Regions from separate parts of the Mus musculus genome. Here region 2 is linked to region 1. The links are chromatin contacts, called in public HiCAR-type maps. All regions are on one chromosome and are shown on one strand. Each heading gives the region's core, a stretch centred on a gene start, on an enhancer-like site or on the middle of the called end of the contact. The rest is flanking DNA. Distances are from core to core; before and after follow the strand shown. Region 1 holds the start of Bub1 (BUB1, mitotic checkpoint serine/threonine kinase). Region 2 holds the start of Vinac1 (vinculin/alpha-catenin family member 1).

Region 1 (5,699 bases), core at 1,796-4,295:
GCTCTCTCTCTCTCTCTCTCTCTCTCTCTCTCTCTCTCTCTTCTCTTTCTCCATTCTCAGGGCAGTTCTCTTTCTCCATTCTCAAGGCAGACCAAAGCCCACCTGGAAGTAAGAACAACAGAGGCCAACAAGCCCCCAGCCTCACTGTTCTCAGCTCCAACCATAAAAAACTACCTTTGTTTCCCCTTTATTTCAAGTTACAGCAATTCTAGTACAACTTTGACTGGCTTAGTGTAGGAAAGATAACTACTCCTGACCAACCAAATGCAGTGGAGAAGGTGTGTGGCAGGAACCTCTGTGAGGCTACATTGCTGATATGACTACATAGATCTAATATGGAGGGAGGTGCCTACTCCCCCACCCCATTCAGCAGCCTCCTGAGGGGTTTGACTGCTGCCTCCTCTGCCTCTTCAAAGTCTCCCAGTCCTTTCCTTTCCTCCCAAAGCCTTCAGCCTAACAGGCAGCACAGTAGACCAAAGATGCTGCCCTCTCCACAGCCCTGAGGAGCCTCTAGACAGCCCTACAAAGACGTACCCGCCCCAAGGCAAGAGACTGGCCACTAGACATAGACCAGAAAAAATGGAATGAACGAAGCCAACAGTGATTAGCCTCTGAAAATTATGAACTGGTCTGCAGTAGACTGGAGAGGGAATCTGAATTCGTCCCCAAGAGCTGTACAAGGTCTTCAGTACAAGAGAAAGTCTCTAAAAATTGTTTCTGGCTTCTCTCTGCACACTGCACCTGGCCCTGGGAAGAGCAACAGACTCACCTCCTCCTCAGCAAAGCATTTATAGGGCATTCCACATGCAGTGGCTTATGGTGAGTTACAGCATAATCTTGGGCATTTGTGCTCAGGTTTCCTTTAAGCTGCTTCTACAAATGAATAACCAACAATGTTTAATGACTTGCCCAAGGGCACATGCCTCTCAGTAGCCTCCTGAACACCCTATCCAGGGCTCAGATAACTGAGCTACACACTACAGGACTGACTTGAGGGCATTATTAACGAATGCTGCCATTATGTACCCAGCTATTACCTGAGGACCCAGCTATCCTACTCCTGGGCATATACCCAAAGATGCTCCAACATGAAATAAGGACACACGCTCCACTATGTTCATAGCAGCCTTATTTATAATAGCCAGAAGCTGGAAAGAATCCAGATGTCCCTCAACAGAGGAATGGATACAGAAAATGTGATACATTTACACAATGGAGTACTACTCAACTATTAAAAATGATGAATTTGCCAGGCGTGGTGGTGCACGCCTTTAATCCCAGCACTTGGGAGGAAGAGGCAGGCAGATCTCTGAGTTCGAGGTCAGCCTGGTCTACAGAGTGAGTTCCAGGACAGCCAAGACTAACAGAGAAACCTTGTCTCGAAAAAAACAACAAACAAACAAACAACAACAACAACAAAAACCGATGAATTTATGAAGTTCTAAGGCAAATGGATAGAACTAGAAAATATCATGCTGAGTGAGGTAACCCAACCGCAAAAGAAAACACATGGTATGCACTCACTGATAAGTGGATACAAGCCCTAAAATAACCAGGATTCAATTCACAGACCACATGAAGCTCAAGAAGGAAGACCAAAGAGTGGGTGCTTCGGTCCTTCTTGGAGAACAAAATACTCATAGGAGCAAATATGGAGATAAAGTGTAGAGCAGAGCCTAAAGGAAAGGCCACCCAGAGACTGTCCCACCTGGGAATTTATCCCATATACAATTATCAAACCCAGATACTATTGTGGATGCCAAGAAGTGCATGCTGAAAGGAGCCTGATATGTCTGTCTCCTGAGAGGCCTTGCCAGAGCCTTACAAATAGAGGCAGATGTTAGCAGCCAAACATTGGAAGTGTATTCTTAATCTACTTTGCTTGCTACTATCTACGAGGAATGCAAGAACCTGGAACTCCCTCTAGTGGTGTTTACCAATTCTGCCAATATCATGGCCACAGACAATATTTTCGTGTGCAGCTATAAAGACATGTCAGGAATGTTCCTCTAGTTAGATGATTCTAGGAAATCAAATGGGAAATCACTCATAATTCTTTTCTCTAGGTTAGAAAATGTCTATCTGTCCAGAAGCTGCAATATCTTTTTTATCAACTTGAAGGAGCTGAAAAACTCCCAGGACCTTTAGAAACAGGAAGGTAGTAATCGCATGAGTCTTTTATGTTCTACTTGCTTTGGTCAAGTGACCCTAGAGAGGCAAAGTGGGAAGTTATTAAAACTCAAGAAGCAGGGAAGACTAGATTATTTCTCAACTCACTCTCAGGGCACATGAACATGTTAAATATTTATTCTTGGACTTCCGGACTCTTTAAAATTACTATGAATATTTTACAAATACGTGTGGGTGTGCCTTTATGTGAACCAAGTGTGGCAGAGGCCAAAGGCATGGGATCCCATAAAACTCTGGATGGACACACACACACACACACACACACACACACACACACACATATACATGGCTATTTGTCTTCATTCGTGAACCAGACATAATGATTGTGGTTTCCTCATTTGTTATATGAGTATGTGCCACGGCATGCATGTGGAGATCAGAGGACAACTTGAGGAAGTTGGTTTTCTTTCCTTCCACCTTGTGGATGCTTTTATTCACCGAGCCAGCTCACCAGCTATGCCATTTCTGTTAAGCAAAGAGGACAAAAATTCGTGAGTGACTCTCAAGACCCAAGAGGACTCAAAGGGGTTTCAGTCACAGAATCGTCACGTTCGGCCTGGTAGTGTAATACTGTAAGCCAGTTGCCATTTATACCGTTTTTTAAAAAGTAATAATAATAACTCTATGCCAAAACATGGCTAGTGTCTCACTAGAATGGAAACAAACCTTAGCTCAGTCAGCACCTAGCATAGGACTCACTAAAAGGCAAATGAAAAGAACTGCGGGCTAGGGACGGAGGGGGCGGGGACGGAGGCGGGACTTTGTCTCCCAGCAACGGCCGCAGCGATTGGCCAGCTCTCCCGCAGCGGAGACCAATAGTCAGGCGCGCTGCCCACGTTCGACATCACAAGTGCGGCTGCGCGGGGAATTCGAATCGCCGGCGGCCTTCGAGACTCGGGGTTAGGGGCTGATGGGGAGTTTGGTCGGCGGCTGGTGGGGTATTTCGCCGCTGCGCGTTTTTTCTCGTCATGGACAACCTAGAAAATGTCTTTCGGTAAGTGTCGGTCAGGTGCGGTGAGGTGGGCCGGTCGGGACGGTTAGAGTCCGGGTCCCTCAGGCGCGCTTTCTCCTCAGCGCCGCTTCCTCAGCGGGTTCGCTGCACCAGGCCTCAGCCAAGGCGGTAGCCCCCGGGTCACTCGAGTAGACGTGCAAGCTGCAGCCGGCTACCGTTTTGTGCCGAGGATTTGGGCAGTCTGCGGAACCTTCTGAAGTCACGTATCTTCTCCATGGGGAACTTCCTCTAGACGCGAGGGACGCCCCGCCTTCAAAACCCAAACTTGTGTGGTGGTGGAGATTTTTGGAGAAAATTTCAAAGTCTGATAAAAATGCCACCCAACTAAGGAAAGAATTTATTATTTCTCGATTGCCTGATACGTAAGAAAAAAATTAAAGCTGAACTTTATGGGGGGGGGGGAATGCTTGCTATTAAGTCATTTGAGGCTTCCTGCAGGCACTGATTGGTTATTTGTTTTTGTTTTGGGGTCTGGGGGCGGGCGCTTAGGTGACTTACTCAGCCTGTGATGTTAAGCCATTTAAAACTGTTAAATCGGATGTTACAAGAAATACAATTTTATTTTCATCAGTTCTTTAGGTATTCTAAGAGTAAGATATCCAAAATCTGTTGGCGTTAAGCAATTTAATTTTTGATCAGATCGACTAAGGATTTCCCCTCCCCGTTCTAAAATAGAAGCTAGGTATTTTGATTTTTAAAGACTAATTTATTTTAATGATTTGATGTTTAAGCCATTTTCCCAGGAGGTGTGGTTGGTGTGGGGCTATTCAATGTTTGTTTATCTTGGACAAATATTTGTATTTCTTATTTTGCTAAATAAGAACTTCTAAACACAGAAGTAGTGCTGACATTTCAAACATGCTAAAAAGAATCCAAAATGAATCCAAAGTGAAAAAGTGAGAATCGTTGACTTAAAAATAAATTGCTAAAATCTCTACTAAATTATGAGAAAACCATTGCAGTTTCTCTGAATGATCATTTCAGTTTGCCAGTGAAATATATTTTGAGATATAGTTTTCTGGTCATCTACCAAAATACTACTTTTAAATTCTTTTTCTCCTAATCTTATCATTTCTCAGTTTAAAAACCTATGGTTGTTTCTCAACTTGATGCATACTGAGAATACAGTTAATTGCCATGTATCCTCTCTCCAAAGTTGTACACATACTATTCTCACCCTTACTTGCTGTAACTTCTGAACTCATTACTGTTTATGGTTCCAGCCCTGCTCCTTTTTGTGAAGGAACAAAGAAGACATTTAAAATGCAGATAGAGCTTGCCACCTCTTCTCTTCACACTTTATTTGACTCTTTCTGCTCAAGTTCTGTCAGCCTGTATGATTTCCCTAACATGCCTGTGGTAGCTAGCTAACAAGTCCTTAAGTATAACATATGCCCACTCTTACTCCTTTAGTTTGCCCCCCTTTTCTATTTAATAGTTAACGAAACATGGTACTATTTTTATGTTTGTGTTTGTTTATCCCACTAGCATCTGAGGTCATTGGGCCCTGATTTGTTTGCCTGACTTCTTAAGCTGTGGTTAGGTACTATGGAAGTAAGGGAAGCAAAGTCCTCTGGGAGCATTGTCATCATGGGCTCTTCCTTTGGGACAATGTTAGATTTGGACTCAAGCCAACAGTCTCTGGAAACTCCGAATTGAATTACTGGGGCTATCACACCAAAAGGAGAGGCATTCTTTGGATCTTAGTCTAACCCTCTAACTTAGCTGTGCTCTTGAGAAATAAGACAATGACGTTGGAGATCAACTAATCTAGATAGACTATGAAGCAAATACTGTTTCTGACTTTTTGAACACTTCTGAATGATTGCTCTTTTATGTGATATTTGGGTTGTTGAAGTCAAGATTTCCATTCTCTAGTACATAGATAACATAATGTAGAATCAAATATATCTTTGTCATCTAGGAATTATTCTTTCTTTCATGTGTGTACTTCTCTATTCTAGCATGTTTGAAGCCCATATGCAAAGCTACACGGGTAATGACCCACTTGGAGAATGGGAAAGGTTAGTGCATGTTTGTTTGTTTTCCTTTAAACAAAGGAACCATATTTTACCCTGTGGAAAACTAATATCCGTGGAAAACTAATATCCGTATTTTTTTCTAGCTTTATAAAGTGGGTAGAAGAGAATTTTCCTGACAATAAAGAATACTTGATGACATTATTAGAACATTTAATGAAGGAATTTTTACATAAGAAGAACTACCACAATGATTCAAGATTCATCAATTATTGCTTAAAATTTGTAAGTATAATTTCAGGTAGATAACTAAATATAATGTTTTACTTCTGGTCCTTTCCCCTTTTTTTTTTTTTTTTTTTTTTGCTGTTGTTGTTTTTGGTTTTGTTTTGGTTTTTTGGAAGGGGGTGGGGGTTGTAGCCCTGGCTATCCTGGAACTCACTGTGTAGACCAGGCTGGACTGGAACTCAAAGAGATCCACCTACCTCTACCTCCAAGTGTTGGGATTAAAGGGGTGC
Region 2 (5,699 bases), core at 1,739-4,238, 1.2 Mb before region 1:
CCCGGTAGTAATTCACCAGCTGTGCCAGCCCAGGCTCGTGACCTACAAGGAAAGAAGAGACTCAGAAGAGAAACAGCAGGTGCGGAGTAACAATGTCAGTAGCAGAGTGTGCAGGACACATATGTCATAGCTTCCCTGTGTCTCATGTCATACCCAGCTTCCCTGTCTCTCATTTCAGGCTGTTTGTCAAGCATGGAGTACTTTTGTTTCTCTGTCCCAAGGTTCCTTTCCCTCTCAGTATCTACTCCCAATACTGAAACATTAATACTGGCCTGCAGGTCAGCTGTGATGTGGCTCCCCTTTTTTTTTTTTTTTTTTTTTTTTATTATTAGAAGAGCATTGGGTATTTTTCTATCTCATATCTCGTTGGCCCTTAGCATAGTCCTCTCTGGGCTTAACATACATAAACTTGTAATCTGTTGAGCAAGGCTACTTGACTACAGCCACACCTCCATCCCAACATCACATTCTCCAAATATCAAAGAAGGCAGCAGAGTATAGGTCATCTACTTTAAGGAGCTTCTAGAAGCCACTAAGAAGTGAAAGGAGGTAGTGGAAAGGCCATCAGAAGCTCTGAACACTTCTTCACACGATCCCACCAGGAGACATTTCATTAGTTCTTACTACAGAAACCCTTTTAAAACCACAACTGGAGGCTCAGAGTGTAGCTTAGCAGTACTGTGCGCATCCTTGGCATATATGGGGGCCTTGGGTTTAATCCCCACCTTGGGTTCAAGCACCACAATGATACAATGAAATAAATACAGATAAATGATTAGAAATAAAAGGATACAACAAAAATATGTTTTATTTAAAAAAATTAACCCCTAACAAAATGCTTTGCAACAAAAAGTAAGATTTTAAAAAGACTTTGAGTTGGGTGTCAAAGGTAACAATAATTAATCCAACCATAGCACACAACCAAATCAGAACTTTCAGACATTATCTGGTTTGCACAATCTCCCTTGGGAAGACAAGCCCAAGTCCCTGTTGACCTGGTACCTTCTCGCCCTATTGGCCCCGACCTTTCAGCGCCTGAACATGACTCTCCGTGCTTTCTCCGTGGGTTTTATGCAGCCCACTTTAGACAAAAAGAGAATCCTCCCAACGGCAAGGGATTAGAACCATTTTATTTAGAGAATACATCTGTCTTTTCCATAAAAATAAAATGTGCTGGTCATCTGCTAAATTCATGTTGCCTTCTCAGGCCTGGGATTCCAAAGGGTTTCTATCTGTCAGCACACTGACAAGGCCAGTCACTCCCACACCAGGCTGGGAGAGCCTTTTGGTTCTACCTAGGTTCTTACCACCAGGCATTGTCAGGTGCCAGCAAGGGAAGCAGTAAAGTTAGGAGAAACGACCCAGTCAGCCGCTCCTGTGCTTCTCTCAGGGAACTTAGTTTTGAGGGGCTTTCTTTGCTGAGCCCTTCCGGAGGAATCTGCTACCACAGGACATCAGTTTCTAAGCACATTTTCTAGTCTGTGACGTCTGAGTCTTCCAACCACCACTCCATGGAGTCGCCACGCTAGAGTATAAACATGTATAATAATGAAAAGTTGTCCCTGAACTAATTCAGTAAGACTAAGCCTTAACAAACTTCATTCCATAAGCCATCATAGCTTGCTGTGGCTATAATGTCACCCAAGTGCCCTATGCAAGCTTGCCAAATTGCCTGTTAGTTCCAAACAAACTGCTTTCCGTTTAGCCTCATCCACCGCTGACCACACCTATGTCTGAAAAAAACCTCTCCTCTTCAGGACACGGGACACTACTTTCTGGGGTGTTTGCTAAGGTAGAGATGCCCCCCTCCTCTTCTGTCCTTGAAATACAAATGATCCCACCCCCAAGTGAAATTCTGGAAAAGAACCAGACACCCAGAGAGAGGCAAGCCCTCCCCAGATGACTATGTAGTGAAGGGACCATGAGACCAGGTTCAAGTCTGTGGGATGCTAGTTGAACCCATTAGGACAACTTCAAGATTACGTCATTTAAAAGGGAGTTGCTGTCCCTTCCTACATGAGAGTACGCGAATAGAATGGTACCAAGCCAGTTTCGCACATGTGGATGAGGAGAGCAAAAGTCACCCAAGATCGTGTAAGAAAACATCACTAAATGCAGCTGCAAATGTAAACTTTTGGTGCAGCTAAAGGAAAGGTCTGAAATGGAACAGCTCCCCACGCTCCAGCTTCCCTGGAAGCTCCTGCTTTGGGTAAGTCAGTGAGTTTTCTCCAAATTCCCTGCCGGTTCATCTTGGCCTCCGGGTAACCCAAGCCTCGGCGGTTTCAACTCCCCTTCCACGCCCACACCACACAGAGCTGAATCCTAAGTGGCGGAAAGCTGCAAGATGACTGATGCGGGCCCAGGGAAGCAGGGGAACCAGGCCGACACCCTGAGTGCGGGTATAGGTCACTGTCAGCAGACAGGGCAACCGCACCCAGACTCCGTTCCAAATCCAGCTACGGGTTTAGGTCTTGCTAGACCCATTTTATATCTGCTAAGGTGAGCTCGCGCCTAGGGAAGATTAATGACCTTAAAAAACAAAAGCGCTCGCTCTCCGATTCATGCGCGCAGCGGCCACGAGGGAAGGGCTCACCTAGTCTCCCGAAGGGCAGTCGGTTCCTCTCCCCCAGCATCAGGTTGAACCTGGGGTTGTCTCGCCGTAGCCTCTTCCAGTAGCCGGTGGCCAGCAGCAGCCGGGAGACCTCGGCGTAGACGCTGCTATTCTCGTCGCGCACCACGAAGGTGTACATGGCGAAGGGCAGCGCGCCCCGCAGCCGCTACACGAGTCCAGGGCACGGCGGCCCCGCGTGCACACTGCCCCAGCCTCAGCCTCAGCCCCGCTGTCGGTCTAATTCCAGGGCCGCGCCTCCGGATTACCCTAGTGTCTGCCCTGGGCGCCCGCGCCACCGCCCGAGTGGCGAGCGCCACCCGGACGCCGCGCCCACCCCCAGCGCCCCGCCCACCGCCGGCGCCCCGCCCACGACCGTGATTCCGCGCGGCGCTAAGGGCAGGTCTGCGGGTTGCGGCGGCAGGAGCTCCCAAGCAGGGCCCACCAGGGCCGCCCCGCCACTCAGTGTGTGGCCGGTGACATGGGTCTCAAGTGTGGCTGCAGTAATAGCAAACTGCGGTGGAGAGACCAAGGGAAATAATTCCAGCTGCGCCATAGCCCGCCAATATCCCTTTCCGCCCTCTGTCTGGGTCTTCCACCAAGTTCAAAATCAGATTTGGTGGATGAAACAAAAGATCCAGGCATGGGTGTAGCTCAGTTGGTAGAGTGCTTGCTTAGCCAGCACTGAGCTCTGGGTTTGATCTGGGTGCGGTAAAATCGGACACATGTCAGGAGCCATAATGGGACAAGCTAATAACTAGCAGGTGATCATCCTGAAGTAGCCTGCCTTGGATTATTATATAATCTGCGACAGTGAGCCCTCATTAAGCAAGGCTATGAGGGACTCATTTTAGGAAAGATTCCTGCTGAGATAGAACAAAGGCTGTATTGCTTAATCCTCCCCTGATAGGCTACAGGTGTTAATCGCCTAAGCCAGCAAGCAAGCCCTCAGAAAGAGCAAGAAAGTTTTTAGGACTTTTTAGAAGTTATCATCAGCATTTCAGTATAATTAGAGAGCTAGAAAGCCCCAAGACCCTCAGACGTTAAAGCCATCACCAGAGTCCTTACTCTGTGACTCCACTGCTACCCCTGGCCCGGGCCAGGAGGCTCCCAATGTTCTAATTTGGCACCCGAACAGCGACATTGAATAAGGTAAGTGGACACAGATAGGACTCTTAACTGGGTCTTACAAATCCATTGGACAAGGAGTGTGCAGTTAAATTGTCTTCTGCCATCAGTAGAGGCGGATAGTTGGGGCCATCAGTTCCTGGTTGGGTACCATCAGTGCCCATGTTAAGCCAGGAGCCATCAGCTCTGGCTTTTATTGCCTGCTGCCATCAGCAGAGGCTGATACTAGGTGCCATCAGTGCCTAGCTGTTCTGTTGGAAGCTATCAGCACCCGTCTTAGGTCAGAAGACATCAGTTCTGGGTTGTGTGCATTTCATGGGTATCTCTCAAGATGGGACAAAGTGAATCTACAGATAGAGAGTTCTTTACAGATATTAATAAGTATACTCTTAAGAAAAGAGTCTTAGCTGGGCAATGGTGGAGCACGCCCTTAATCCCAGCACTTGGGAGGCAGAGGCAGGCGGATTTCTGAGTTCGAGGCCAGCCTGGTCTACAGAGTGAGTTCCAGGACAGCCAGAACTATATACAGAGAAACCCTGTCTCGAAAAACTAAACCAAACCAAAACAAAACAAAAAACCCGAAAGAAAGAAAGAAAGAAAGAAAGAAAGAAAAGTCTTTAAGGTTAAAACTAGCCATCTGACTGACTTTCTTCAGTTTGTACAGTCAGTCCCTGGCTCCCAGAAAGGGGAAGTTTAGATGTGGATACATGGAAGAAGTTAGGGTTAGATATTAAAAACTGGTTTATAGAGAATGGAGGAAAAGGTGTGCCCCTTACAGCATTTGCTCTTCGTTTGCTATTTGGAATACACTTGAGGAAACATTAGCAGATGACAGAAAGGCCTTAGGCGCCCAAGCAGCATCAGATTCACCTCATGAGCAGACTCCATTACTACAGTCTCACTCAGGATCTAAGAAAAATGTTTATTCCTCAACAGAAAAGTCTGAGAAAAGTAGTTCAGGAGAGAGTCGTGGTGAATCAGAAGAGAAAAAAACCAACCTCAGAGGAGGAGTCTGACTTCTGAAAAGAAAGTAACAAAATATCACAAACACAAGTGACCCTTAACAAATGTAAACATTGAAGCAGCTACTCTGCTGGTGGAAGAACAACTTCAAAAAGGCCACATTGAGTCTTCCACTAGCCCTTAGAACACTTCAATTTTTGTTATTAAGAAAGAAATCAGGCAAATGGCGACTATTACAGGACTCTAGAGAACTAAATGGCACCATGGAAAGCATGGGAGCCCTTCAACCTGGGTTGCTGTCTCCTTCTGCCATTCCCAAAATGATAATGTTATTGTTATTGATCTTCAAGATTGCTTTTTTACCATACTGCTGTGTCCTTGTGACCGTCAGAGTTTTGCCTTTAGTTTACCTTCACCCAACCTTTAAAGGCCATACCAGAGGTACCAGTGGAAATTCCTCCCCCAAGGTATGAAAAATAGTCCAACTCCTTGTCAGAAATTTGTGGATATTGCTATCCTGCAGGTCCGTAAAATCTATTCTGACATTTATCCTGTTCATCATATGGATGATATTCTACTTTCTCATAAAGATAGAGCTTAGGTACAAGAGACACTACGATTTTTAGCTGAGCGGTTAAACTTATATGGACTTCAAGTGGCTTCAGAAAGGGTTCAGATTCGACCCCCATTCTCATACCTGGGTCGTGTTATTCAGACAAAACTTGTTTCTCCTCAGCCCATTCAACTCAGGGTTGATCACCTAGAGGTAAAGGGAGATATGGTTACTCCTTATACTGCAGACCAACATAATATTTTGTCTTATGAATTTGAGCAATGGCAGATTGTACAATTAGGATATACTGGGACCTATTCTTATCACTTGCCTAATCACCCCTTGTTATATTTCATGAAAGGGCATCGAGTCATCTTTCCTCTCAGAACTAAATCAGCTCCCTTGCCTCCTCCAGCAGCAATGGTGTTTACTGATGGCTCGGCTTCA

Evidence for each region. HiCAR-type assays count read pairs that join an accessible place to other places.
Region 2: a contact with region 1 is called in a HiCAR-type map of astrocytes, with 3 times the contacts expected there. The contact joins the promoter of Vinac1 here to the promoter of Bub1 in region 1. A contact is called at or near these places in 1 of 484 Hi-C or Micro-C datasets (bone marrow-derived macrophages) and 1 of 115 datasets of contacts at active chromatin or transcription factors (astrocytes).

What each region holds. Positions count from the first base shown.
Region 1 is chr2:127,829,205-127,834,903 of GRCm38.p6, reverse strand. It overlaps Bub1 (BUB1, mitotic checkpoint serine/threonine kinase), which reads left to right and starts at 3,045. Exons shown (of 25, transcript NM_009772.2): 1 at 3,045-3,184; 2 at 5,167-5,226; 3 at 5,328-5,466. The coding sequence starts at 3,159.
Region 2 is chr2:129,063,198-129,068,896 of GRCm38.p6, reverse strand. Vinac1 (vinculin/alpha-catenin family member 1) reads left to right here and starts at 2,988. Exons shown (of 11, transcript NM_001370941.1): 1 at 2,988-3,760; 2 at 5,668-5,699. It overlaps Ttl (tubulin tyrosine ligase), which reads right to left and starts at 2,950. Exons shown (of 7, transcript NM_027192.2): 1 at 2,594-2,950; 2 at 1-42. The coding sequence starts at 2,750.